4 separate regions of the Sus scrofa genome follow, and all the other regions are linked to region 1. A link is a contact called in public Hi-C data. All regions are on one chromosome and are shown on one strand. Each heading gives the region's core, a stretch centred on a gene start, on an enhancer-like site or on the middle of the called end of the contact. The rest is flanking DNA. Distances are from core to core; before and after follow the strand shown.

Region 1 (3,210 bases), core at 238-2,737:
CCTTCTAGGTTTTCCTTGAGTTTTAAAGGGCAAATTTTATCATAGAAGTGAGAAAATGAAAGAACAAAGGAAAGCAGTCAAGCAAGACAAAATAATAATAATTTATCCATAAAACAAAGTCAAGGACCATTAGTTCCTCCTCAAGGGCTATACACAATACCCTGAGCCATATCTTTGAGTGGTTTTGTGGGTAATAAAACCTCCATCAGCTGGAAAAAGTTAACTGCATGTTCACTACCAGCATGTAGACCCCAGACTGGTTGGAATCAGAAGGCTGATGACTGAGATTCCTAAAACATCACCCTGTTACCTCACCAACAACCATTCAGAGAAATGTGCATGAGCACAATCATGCAGCCAGTAACCCTCCCCTCACACTACCTTTAAAAATCCTTCCCTAAAAGCCTATACGGGGAGTTCCCATTGTGGCTCAGAGGGTTAAGAACCCAACTAGTACCCATGAGGATGCGGGTTCATAGGCTGACAGCTGCAGCTCCAACTCGACCCCTAGCCTGGAAACTTCCATGTGCTGCAGGTGCAGCCCTAGGAAAAAAGAAAAAAAAAATGAAACTGAATTGTACTGTTTCTTTTTTTTTTTTCTTGCTTTTGCTCTTTAGGGCTGTACCCTCCGCATATCCAAGATCCCAGGCTACGTGTCTATTCAGAGCTACAGATTCCGGCCTGCAACAGCACCACAGGATCCGAGCTGCATCTTCGTCCTACACCACAGCTCACAGCAACCAACCCACTGGGCAAGGTCAGGAACTGAACCTGCATCCTCACGGATACAGTTGGATTCATTTCCGCTGAGCCATGACAAGAACTCCTGATTTGTACTGTTCCTGCAAGAAAGAAAAGAAAAGAGCAAAAGCAAAGAAAAAGCAAAGCCTCTTGGGTCAGGTCATCTGAGACACAGTGCTTGGTGCCCTGCAAAACACACTGCTCTTTCCTCCACCACAACACAGTGTCAGAGTGGCTTTGCTCATTGGACAAGTGGACCAGGTTTTGGTTCAGGAAAACAGACAATGTTATGGGAATTTAATGGGGAAAATTGGTTATACAGATAACAGACTGAAAATCCAGAGATAACAACAGCAGAAAGCCATTAATACCTACCTCTTCATATTGCACAAAGGAGTGTTGTTATCGGCTGGGGTCACCCAGGGGAAGCCAGTACCAGGTGGTAAGGCGCTAGTACAGCCAGACTCTGTAGACTGAGTTTCCCTTACCATTGGCTTTAGAGGCAGCCATCTCAGACCAGATGAGAGCAAGATCAGAATGACCTGACATGTCAGGAAACTGGGACCCAGAAATGTCAGGAACACAGAACGGTGGACAAGAAATACATGACATGCCGCTTGAAAGACTCAAAAATATTGCCAAGCCTCTGCTAAAATGCGAGAAAAGCAAATTGGTGGGGGTGGCCAGTTAACTCTTCAACTCTGTAGCTTTTCCAAAGAAATTACCTAAAGTCCTGCAGTGAGGTTTTTAAAAAGTTAAATTTATTAAGATAGAGGTTAGCGTAATTATAAGAAACACGTAAGTCTGGAGTAGCCTCCCCATTTCCCCCAAAGGCAACATCTTGGAAAAACTACTGCACATCTCAACAGGATACAGATATCCATTAGGTCAAGATACATTAAGTATCCCTCAAGTTCTTTCATAGCCGCACAGACTCACCCCCCCCCCCAACTTTTAATGCTTCCACGATTTATCCAGGACTTAAGGGCGCCTACACCGTACCAAAGACTGCCGAGTGCCGGCACAAGTGGAACCTCCAGAACTAGCTTCACAGTAGTCTGCTAAGACAGTAGATCCTCAGGCTCCGCCCCTTCCGTCATGGCCGACCAACAGCCGCTGGAGGGCCGAACCGTTTCCAACAGCAACTGAATAGAACCGGAAGCGGGCGGCAGTCCACCCCTCCCAGGAGCCGCTGTCCAAGATGGCGGACCTCCACCGCCAACTACAAGAGTATCTGGCGCAGGGGAAAGCGGGTGGGCAGGCGGCTGCTGAGCCACTGCTAGCCACGGAAGAGAAGGAGGAGCCCGAGGCGGGGGCCGGAGCGACGGGGGCGTGGTTGGGCCGCGCAGGCCTGCGTTGGACTTGGGCGCAGAGCCCTGCGGAGCCGGCGGCGGCGGCAGCAGGACCGACGTGCTTGCCAAGCCTGACGCGCACTCAGCGGCTGGTGGCGAGCGGGGTGTGCCTGCTAATGGCCGCGCTCTGCTTCGGCCTTGCTGCACTCTACGCGCCCGTGTTGCTGCTGCGCGCCCGCAAGTTCGCGCTGCTCTGGTCCCTGGGCTCGGTGCTGGCCCTAGCGGGCGGCATGATCCTGCGGGGCGGCGCTGCTTGCGAACGTTTGCTGCGCGGCGAGGAGGTGCCGTCGCGGCCGGCGCTGCTCTACGTGGCCGCGCTGGGAACTACGCTGTACGCGGCACTGGGTCTGCGCAGTACGTTGCTCACGGGGCTGGGCGCCTGCGCGCAGGTGGCCGCGCTGCTGGCTGGGCTCTGCGGACTGCTGCCCCGGGGCACAGGCACGGCGCTGCGCCTCACTCTTGGGCGCCTGGGCCCGGGCGCCGCCCTCGCCAAGGCGCTACCTGTGTGAGAGGCCTAGGGCCCGCGCCATCGGAAAGGACGCATCGTCTGCTCCGGGACTCGCTGTCGGGAGATCACGCCAAGCCAGCCACCGGGGCCCAGCGCCTGCCGAGCCGAGGACTGCAACCTCCGGTTCCCAGACCGCGCGGAGCAAATGCTCCTTGCCAGAGAATCTGTAAACGCTGAGCGGCTGTTAAAAACTGAGACTTGAGCAGTTTCGGAAGATCCTCGATTTCAGCGTTTTGTGCTATACTCGATAGCACGTGCTGTGAAAACCAGATTTTGTTCTTAAATTGGCGATACGCTGTGAAATATTTAATGAGAAATTGCTTTTATGTTAACCGTGGTCTTATATTACACGCAGTAAAAATTGCTCTTCAGTTTTAATTAGTACTGCCCTTAGTACTTTTCTTAGACTTCTTATTCGTTTTATCGTTTAAAACATCCAGTGTAGCAGTTTAGCTACAGTAAACTTGTTTTCTTTGGCTCTTGGAAATTTTTTTCTTTATTTTGCATTATGAGTGGATCCGTGAGTTCAACGCTGACTTTGGCTACTGGGACATTTTAAAAGTGCTTTAATTAAGATGATTTATCTCAGTTTTTTTTTTTTTCTTCATT
Region 2 (3,210 bases), core at 401-2,900, 190 kb after region 1:
ATGAGGACTATGGGTACATAAGGAAAGACAGAATGAGGGTGGAGTTGGAAAAAAAGGGAAGAAGAGACGAAAGCGTGCTTGTAAAACAGAGTTCAGCAAGGAAGAGATACAGCGGGGAAAAGAGAGGCCAGCGACGGGAGGTGCAAAGCAGGCAGATAAAAAGGTGAAAGGTAAGAAAGGAGGTGGAAGGGGAGAGCGCGGGGCTCTGGGAGGAGTAGGGGGACGACCAGGCGACGGGTAGGGTTTAGAGGGCAGAGCCGCGGGGGTGGAATCCAGACGCCGGGCGGGGGAGGGGGCGGCGGGGCGGCGGGACGGTGGGCGAGGGCCGCCAGGCGGCGCCGGAGACCACCAAACTTTACACGACCCGCCACTGTTTCCTGGAGGGAGTGCAGAAAGGAGCTGGAGCCTCGCCTGGCCTCGCCTCGCGGCCCGGGGCAGGGGCATCCACTCACCCCCTCCCCAGCACGCCTTCCGACCCACTAGCTCCCCGCCCGCACACGCGGCCCGCAGGCCCCGCCCTGCCGCCTCCTTTCACCGCCCCCAGAGCCCCTCCCCCATGCTGCCCCGGGACCCGAACCCCGAACCCCGGGGACCCACTCGCCGGCCCCTCCGGTCGCCTCGGGGTGAGGAGGCCCGACACGCACGGCGGCAGCCCCTGGGAGGACGGCCTGGCGGGGACGGGGGAGGAGGGCGCGGCGCGGACCGACTTTCCCACCTTTTCTCCTGGCCCAGGCGCAGCCGGGGCAGACGGGACCTCTCGCGCTCTGCCTCCTCCTCCTGCTTCATGGAGCCATGCGCCTGGGTGGGGGCTCGCGAGAGAAGCGGGCCGCAGACGGGCCGGACGCGCGGCGCGGACGGGGCGGGGCGAAGAAGGCCGGCGGGGGCGGGCGGAGGAGGAAGCGGCGGGGCGGCGGTGGCGGCAGGGAAGAACTGCTAGAGGTATTCCCCGGGCAGCTGGAGGACTGAGCCGAGCCGGGACCCGAGTCTTCCGGTATCCCAGCAGCCACCGGAGGCAGTGAGGTAATGGAGGAAGAATGTAGGTAGTCCTCCAGTGGACCACACGCCCTCTAGCTAGTCGCCAAAACCATAGAGATCGGAGAGCCTCTGGAGCACCACCCCGCTGCTGTCACGTGGCCTAGCTTCGCGCACATTATTGGCTGGAGTCGACTCCACGGGTTGAATTAGGAGGCTGCTTTCCACTCTTGGGGTAGAAGCCTAGGCGGTTGAAATAAAGACGGGTGGGAGGTGAGGGGCAGGAGGAGGCCGGTGGGTCGGACCCCTCGGGTCGCTGAGCCTGCGGAGCGAAGCTCCCGGCTGTGAGGCCGGTCGGCGCAGTGCAGGCCGGGCTGCCTTGGCTTCTGCGAGCGAGCGCAGAGCGCGTCGGGAATTGTAGTGCGGCCCGGGCCGGCGGCATTGTCCGTGACGCGGCCCAGGTACCGGCTTGGGATGCAGCCGGGATGCCCAGCCTCGCCGCTCCGCCCTTTCCCGCCCAACACTCAGCCGCCCACGGCTTTCCCGGAGCAGTTAGGCTCGCGTCGCTTCACCCCACCTAGTCGAAGCCTTCGAAGGCAGCCAGGAAGGGGTAGCTCGGAGCAGCCTTATATTCAGCAGACCCATCGGATCCGGCCAGGCTTTTGAGAAGGAGTTCCAGGCTCAGTGCCAGCCTCCTCGTGTACTGGAAAGGACAGACCACCCTAGGTGGTGTCAGGAGCCCAAATCTCGGTCTTGACCCCCACCCCCACCCCAGTCCCCAGCCCAGAAACGACTCAAGTGGCCACTATCTACAGTGCAGGGTTAATTCATTTGGTCGACTAGGCAGATACCTCAGCACTGGCAGGGCAAGGGCCTCAAAGAGAGCAATACAAGAAACATTAAAAAAAATTAATAGAAAATTATTCTCGTTTCAAATATTTGGTGTTTAATTTGACAACTTAACGTTTTTATTATAGTGACAGATGGAGTTGCACTAAAAGTCTCATTTCTGCCCTGCTCCCTCACCCTAACCACTACAAACTGTTTAGGCCCTGCAGCAAAGGCATGCCCTGTTTTAAAGCATTGCCAGTCTAGTTGAGAACACAGACTCAAGCCCACAGATCGACAGTTCTGTGTTTTGCTATTCTGTTTACGCAGAAAGGAATCCTTAACATGTTTGTCCTCCAAGAGCAAAGAAAAGTCTCTAGTAAAAAATGCAAATCATATCTAACAGTGAAGCTTTCCAGCAAAAACCTTCTGCTCTAGAATGCATAATGTACTAAAGCATAGTAAGATCTGCTACTACAGACTTATAGCAAAATTACCTGTAGGCAGCAAAAAAGGGAGGAAACAGTGATTGGTGCCCCTTGGACCTGGAACTCTGAGAACCTGGCAGAGCAAAACAGTGGAAGGAAGAGACATGGCTGTAGAATAAGAAGGTGACTTTTTTCTTTCTTTTTTTGGGCCGCACCTGTGGCATATGGGAGTTCCTAGGCTAGAGGTCAAATGGGAGCTACACTTGCCGGCCTATACCACAGCCGCAGCAACAACAACGCAAGATTTGAGGCACATCTGTGACCTTTGCTGCAGCTCACAGCAATGCCGGATCCTTAACCCACTGAGCGAGGCCAGGGATTAAACTCTCATACTCATGGATACTAGTCGGGTTCGTTACTGCTGAGCTACAACGGGATCTACAAGAGGTCAGTTTTTTTTTTTTTTTTTTCCACAAAAGCCATTTAGAGCAGTCTTCATAATTCCTGTCAAGGTCTGGAGGTGCTTATCTGCTGTTGAGTTCCACTTTTCCCAGTTTCTAACCTCTGTAGGCCTGAAAAACTACAAATTAGATGATCATATGGCCTGGAGCCAGAAATGCTAGAGGCAGCAAGCCAGAGGTCATTCCTTTGTTGGTTTCTGAATAAGTGGATCATATCCTGACTTAAAATAATCAGAATAAATTTCATATAGTGAAAGTCTTTCCAGCTGAAAGTCTTGAAATCTGGAAAAGGGCCTTAGTCTATTGCTCCCAGGGTGGTGCTATGTTGTCATTGAACAGCTCACAGATAAGGGAGTTATTGCTCCCTGGTTATCAAGCTGCCAGAAGGTAAATGATGGAACTAAGTTGGACTTGAAACACTCCCAAATTAAAACAAAAACAAACCTTGCTTTGAGCTGTCAAAAGGCATTTTACCAAGAAGTAGGACCTGCTGTTGTTTACTGACACTGAAAGGCAGGACT
Region 3 (3,210 bases), core at 368-2,867, 180 kb before region 1:
TTTCAAAAATGAACTATAGACAATTACAAGAAAACCAAAATTTGTTTAAGAATGAAATCACTACATGTTTATGACTACTTAGCTAAGGAGTAAAGCATAAATTTTAATATATTTAATATTTTATTAACTAGTCAATAAAAATTACATTTTAACAGTTAAAATACGGGGGAGAAGAGGGCACAGAAGAGGCTAAAATCCTAGTCCTAGGATAAAAGGAAATCATTTCAAAATGCCTAAAAAAGATGCACTAAGATACAACATAAATTAGGAATACAGGAATAAAACAAAAAACAGCTTAAAAAATGAACATTCAAGGAACTAACTTTTCATGTCTTTCAGCACTTTATATGAAGTACTTGTTTAAAAATAATTTAAAAACACAAATGAAGTGACAACTAATTTGAAAACATAGGAAAAAACGTTTAAAGCAGTATATTGTCATTACTACTCGCCGTCATATAAGGAATTGAAGGTAACTCAAAACAGAAAAGAAGGTAGTTAACGCTCAGAAAATTATTTAAGCACTTTTTGATAAAGAATACTCAATGGAACTAGGACACAAAGGGAAGCAAAAGAAACGTTTTTATTCCCCACGAGATCCTGCCTTATTCGTCTCTTGATCTCCAGTGCCTAGCACAGAGTTAGCGGAGTGGGACAGAGAGCTCGTTGAGTAAACAGGAAAAGAAAAGAGAACAAACTCAAGCGAGGAGAAAAAGGAAAGCTCTCAATGTGAAGGACGGGCACCAAAATCACCAGTTAAGTCCCAGAGATACATATTCTAAAATATGTATACAACTCAAATAAGTGTTCTACATTTTCTTTAATGGGAGAAACTAGTTTGCAGGCGAGATCGAATTAGTCCCAACTCCGAGTGAAACGTCTGGAGGAGGTAAGATATCATACCCTCATATACCCCTTGGATTCTCGAAAAATACTCTCAACTCCTGAAAAGGGGGGGAAAAAAAAAAAAAAAAAAAAAAGTCCCGTATCAGGAGAGACCTTCCCTATTACTTTGCACAAAGAAAGCGCCTAATACCTAGAAGTTACTCCCCAATCTCAACACCTTTAGCCGACTCAGAAGACCGCTGTCCCCCTAGAATCCTCTCTCCAAGATTCCAACTTCGGGGCCCGCAGCCGGTCGGCGGGCTCTCCCCGCTCTGCCTCGGTCCTCTTCGGGCCGAGTCCGGCAAAGGAACGTCTCCGGGGCCTCCCCCTTTTCCCGCCGGGTGCGAGGCCAAGTTCTGCCAAGTAACCACTCCGCCCCCAGCCCTGTATCCTAGGTCCCTGCCCCACCTGACTGGTCGCCGCTGTAATATTCCGAGTCCATTTCAGGCGGCTCTCGGCGGGGAGTGTCTGCGCCCCGCGCCGCCCCCGTCACCTCCTTCCCGGCGCTGTGACCACCGATGGCGCGGCCCGGTGCTCAGAGGCTCCCGCCCGACCAAAGGGTTTGGAGAGTGCGGAGAATAAGGCAACAGGCAGCGGTAGAACCCTTTGATCTAGAAATCCCAGCAGCAGAGGCCCAACCCGGCGGGCGGGCAAAGCGTGTGGGTCAGCGCTCTACTTCCCAGAAGCACCTCTAGGGCCAAAATGGCGTCTGCCCACGACCCTCAAAAGAATGCAGTGCGCAAGCGCCGTCATCTGTCACCCGGCCAATGAGAAGACGCGACGGTAATAACGCACGGCACGGCCGGAAAGGAGACTAGTGGGAAAATAGAGCGGGAGTCGAAACTGCAGTTTAAAACCTCCCTTTGGAGGAACCTATCTCTGGTTCCCATGGAGATGATAATATTACCTTATTGGCTCTCCGTCTGCGCCTTGTTTGAGGATCTTCCGAAAAATGAAGACCCGCTAAAATTAAAATTTCCATGCTACGGTAATTAACTATCGTTCCCGTCATGCAGCGAGGCTCTTGATTCCCGCCTTTAGTACGGGGAAGCAGTGTCGCATTGCTCTCTGGGACTTGTGGTTCCAAGCCTAACGCGCTATGATGCTTTACTAAGTGGCATGATCAAAAGAGTCTCTTTTCAAGGCATTTTTCTTCCTTTCTAAAAAAACGACTGAATTTCCATATTAAGAAGCCTTTTGGTCAATGATAGGAAGTACAGGGTTTTGCATCCAGAAGGGCCCCTGGATGAAATCTTGGAGAAGAATAACATTTTTGAACCTTACTTGAGCCTTGTAAGTGCTTTCCTTGAGCCCTGTATACTCCTGGGAAACAGCAGTGGTTAAGATACTTACAGACCTGTTCAACTCACTGTAGAGTAGTACCATTCTTCTCCTTGTCTCTTAAGTAAAACTCACTCTCTGCTCTTTTTCATGAGTTCCATAAGACTTACAGAAGACCCACTTGCTTACCTGTGACAAGGTCAAAGACCTTTCCCCTTCTTCCTGAACCTGCTCATAAGGGCAGGTTCAGACCCCTTCAATTTCCTGTTCACATCTTTGCTCTTCTAAAACTAGCTAGATACAGAGATAAGCATATTCTGTTTACTTGACTGATATTTCCTGACTGCAAGTCAATCCATAATTTTTTCTACCTTCCTCCCTATGAAAGCATAAAACTATCCTGCGTAGACAAACTGATCTTCATATCTGGAGTGCTCTTCATTTGCAATACTCGGAATGAAGTCTATTTCCTTGCTTGATTGTTTTTGTCTTAAAGAGGACGACGTTATTGCCTTTTAATTGGAGGAGGGCCAGGGGAAGTATAAGCAAATATTTATTTCCTAGGAGGTATAGCCTTGCAGAAATAGGGCCTTTTGTTAGTTGACAAAGCATATATCTTGGACTGGGTTTCTGGGCATGCCTAGCCTATTATAAGGTCTCAGGTGGTGCCCTGAAAGGTCCACCTCATACGGTGGAGTTGAGATATGTGAATTCTCTGGTGCTGGCTATGCTATGAATTCTCAGAATGCCATTAGTCAAGCTACATCTCAGCTTTGATAACCCTGGAATACTTTGTTAGCCGGTCAGAATATGCTGGCAGAACCCAATGCTAGGCTCCAGAAAAGAACATGGAAAGAGAAGAAAGAAAGATGGATGGTTTCTCTCTGGAAATTCTCATTTTCTTGCAAGAGAGTTCATGGGCATTCTTTCCCCTGTATGGTGGAAATTAGGTTTTAAATTCAAGTCTGCCCCTTCAGAGGTAGGAATGACATCTCAGGCTGTTTTGAGAATTGTGAGAGCAAGGAATTAACAGTGCCTGGAACC
Region 4 (3,210 bases), core at 373-2,872, 160 kb after region 1:
CCTTGCTCAGTGGGTTAAGGATCCAGTGTTGCCGAGAGCTGTGTGTGGTGTAGGTCACAGACGAGGCTCGGATCTTGTGTTGCAGGCCAGCAGCTGCAGCTCGGATTTGACCCCTAGCCTGGGAACTTCCATATGTGGCCCTAAAAATCAACAAAATAAAGTAAAATAAAATAAAATAGCTGCCTATGAAAACTAAAGGCTGCCAAAATAATTCACTATTTATTCCAGCCACCTCCTGGAGATAGAGCCCCCATCCCCAGCCCAGAGCAGAAGTGGGAGGGTAGGAACCTGATTTTTTGGTGTTCCCGTCGTGGCACAGTGGAAATGAATCCGACTAGGAACCATGAGGTGGCGGGTTCAACCTCTGGCCTTGCTCAGTGGGTTAAGGATTTGGCATTGCTGTGAGCTGTGGTGTAGGTCACAGACACGGCTCGGATCTCATGTTGCTATGGCCATGGTATAAGCCAGCAGCTGCAGCTCCGATTAGACCTCTAGTCTGGGAACCTCCATATGCTGCAGGTGCGGCCCTAAAAAAAAAAAAAAAAAAAAAAAAAAAAATTATTATAGTTGATTTACAGTGTTCTGTCAATTTTTGCTGTACAGCAAAGTGACCCAGTTATACATTTATACACCTTCTTTTTTTCACGTTATCTTCCATCATGTGTCATCACAAGGGATTATACACAGATCCCTGTGCTATACAGCAGACTCTCAGGAGCCTAATTTTCCTAAGTGACAGTTAACAAATCCAAATGGGTTTCAAACTGACCAACTCTTCTCTTCCCATTTTTCTTTTAATAATGATTTTTATTTTTTCCATTAGAGTTGGTTTACAGTGTTCTGTCAATTTTTTACTATACAGCAGAATGACCCAGTCACACATGCACATATATATTTTTTCTCACATTATCCTCCACCATGCTCCATCACAAGTGACTAGATATAGTTCCCATTTCTACACAGCAGAATCTCACCGCTTATTCACTCCAAATGCTATACTTTGTTCTTCCCATTTTTCGTAGTTTTTCACTTCCCTGACCCTAGTAAGCCCCGCTCACCTCTCCCTATTCCCTCATTCTCTCTTTAAAACGTTCAGTCACCTCTCTACAAATCCAAGTTGGGACTAGTCTACGCTTGACTCTTTTCTCTACTGCAATGGTATATTACTGATTAAAATCGGTCCTGACCCCTTTAGTGCCGGTTTTATCTTTGACACATCCCTCCAGAACTTCGCAGAGTTTATCAGATAAAACGAATTACTTAAACAGGAGTAAGAGGCCGCCCAGAGCCAGTGCGGAGTTGGGCGCCGAAGGCTCCAGAGCGGTAGGTGTGCAATCAAGCTGGCCTGCTCTCACCGTACCGCTCCCCGCTGGCCTGCATCCCCCTCCTCCCGGCCCTTCGCCGCGCCCGCCAGCCCCAGCTAGGCCTACGCCAACCACACCGGACAACCGGGATAGTCGGGAAGCCCCAGGCCGCACCTTTGGGAAAAATGAGTTGTGAGGCATCCTCCTCTACATCACCAGCCCGCGGATCGCTGCCACCAGCCGCCATTGACCTGCCACGAACCTCCACTCGCACCGCCGGAAACGGAAGCGCCGATCCACGAAACACAGCACGGAAGGGGCGTGGTTTCGGAGACAGGGCGGAGTCCGAATAGGGTTGAGCAGGCCCCCACATGTGGGCGGACCCTCTGGGCTGGGCGGAACCTCTGGGCTGGGCGGGACCTGGATGGGGCGGGCGAAGCTGGGAGGCGGCAGAGAGGAGTGAAGCGACCTTAGGCTGCTCCCAAGGAAGTGGAAAGGAGCCCGAGACCGGGATTGCGGGGCTCACTCATCGCCGAGGGGCCGTCCTGCACTGGCCTCGCGGGAGAAGCCATCCTCGCCTCTTCCCCCGTACGCCCTTCGCCGCGCGGCGTGGCGACCGGTCGCTATACCTCTCTGAGGCTCAGTTAACTCACCTGTGGGGTGTGGATGAGAATACCTGCCTCCCAGGGCAGAGGGAAGGATTAGATGAGATGCAGGAACGCGCGGTTCCGAGCAGCTGGAACGAGAGGAACTCTCCTTGATGGGAAGCTGGGTAGGTGACTGAAAACGTATGATTTCCTTTATAGCCTTAAGCATTTAAAATTTTTTATTTGTAGTGGATTTTTCTAATACTTCTGAGCACGTGGATAGTGATATCGAGAGGCCTGATGGAATATTTGGGTGATACTTAGAAAACTAAGCAAATGAAAAATGATTTTGTTTCCAATGTGAGAGAAAACAGATGGTTGTACAGTGAAAGGAATAATCATAGTGCACTACTTGGCTCAGCAATGAACAGTGCTTAAGTATCATGTAAACTCTGCTAACAAAAAAAGGCATTACCAGACAAGACTAATTTTTACAAAATTAATTTGCCTTTTTTTAAATTTAATTTTTATTTATTTATTATTATTATTATTATTTTGTCTTTTTGCCATTTCTTGGGCCGCTCCTGCGGCATATGGAGGTTCCCAGGCAAGGGGTCTAATCGGAGCTATAGCCACCAGCCTACGCCAGAGCCACAGCAACGTGGGATCCAAGCCGCCTCTGCAACCTACACCACAGCTCACGGCAATGCCGGATCGTTAACCCACTGAGCAAGGCCAGGGATCGAACCCGAAACCTCATGGTTCCTAGTTGGATTCGTTAACCACTGCGCCACGACGGGAACTCCTAATTTGCCTTCTATCTGTATTTCCAAAAGAGATGTATTGGGTAAATCAATGGTAGTTTATATAGTATTGGCAGAGCTTTTTACTGCTTCAAAGTGCTTTCCTACACAATCCAACAGAGCTGTGGATTGATGTTCTGATGAAGAGGCTGGGGACAGGTAGCTGCTGGGTATGGGAGGTAGTTCTGAAGCTCAGTGTAGGCCTCTTTCTCCCATTTAGCCACCCAGCAGGACTTTACAGAGTACCTACTGCTTACCGGACCTCATCATGTGCTGGCCCCAAGGCTAGCTGGATCTTCTGCACACACACAGCAGGAAAGAAGTCAACAGGTGAAGAAAGAAGAAAAGAGGATAACAAATACATCCAATAACGTGTCACAGGGTGATTTGTCCACATTTTCATTCAAGAAACCATAAATACTTATGTGCAAGGCCCTGAAGTTAAAAAGGTGAATCAGTCCTAGAGCTGTCCCCAAAAGGAGCTCTCTACAGGTAGTTGATGCAAGACCTGGACTT

Evidence for each region. A called contact is a pair of places that touch in the nucleus more often than the background predicts.
Region 2: a contact with region 1 is called in a Hi-C map of skeletal muscle, with 5 times the contacts expected there. The contact joins the promoter of AMMECR1L here to the promoter of SFT2D3 in region 1. A contact is called at or near these places in 1 of 5 promoter capture datasets (liver), 4 of 47 Hi-C or Micro-C datasets (heart right ventricle, liver and skeletal muscle) and 1 of 2 datasets of contacts at active chromatin or transcription factors (alveolar macrophages).
Region 3: a Hi-C map of liver shows a contact between it and region 1, with 6 times the contacts expected there. The contact joins the promoter of IWS1 here to the promoter of SFT2D3 in region 1. A contact is called at or near these places in 3 of 5 promoter capture datasets (fetal liver and liver), 24 of 47 Hi-C or Micro-C datasets (adipocytes, adipose tissue, alveolar macrophages and 14 more) and 2 of 2 datasets of contacts at active chromatin or transcription factors (alveolar macrophages and skeletal muscle).
Region 4: a Hi-C map of liver shows a contact between it and region 1, with 4 times the contacts expected there. The contact joins the promoter of POLR2D here to the promoter of SFT2D3 in region 1. A contact is called at or near these places in 2 of 5 promoter capture datasets (fetal liver and liver) and 5 of 47 Hi-C or Micro-C datasets (heart right ventricle, liver and skeletal muscle).

The regions. Positions count from the first base shown.
Region 1 is chr15:59,641,693-59,644,902 of Sscrofa11.1, reverse strand. It overlaps SFT2D3 (vesicle transport protein SFT2C), which reads left to right and starts at 1,487. Exons shown (of 1, transcript XM_005671832.3): 1 at 1,487-3,210. The coding sequence starts at 1,943. The coding sequence ends at 2,602.
Region 2 is chr15:59,451,510-59,454,719 of Sscrofa11.1, reverse strand. AMMECR1L (AMMECR1-like protein) reads right to left here and starts at 1,650. Exons shown (of 9, transcript XR_002339479.1): 1 at 716-1,650.
Region 3 is chr15:59,821,196-59,824,405 of Sscrofa11.1, reverse strand. IWS1 (protein IWS1 homolog) reads right to left here and starts at 1,617. Exons shown (of 14, transcript XM_021076423.1): 1 at 1,294-1,617. The coding sequence starts at 1,327.
Region 4 is chr15:59,478,043-59,481,252 of Sscrofa11.1, reverse strand. POLR2D (DNA-directed RNA polymerase II subunit RPB4) reads right to left here and starts at 1,622. Exons shown (of 4, transcript XM_021076493.1): 1 at 1,479-1,622. The coding sequence starts at 1,551.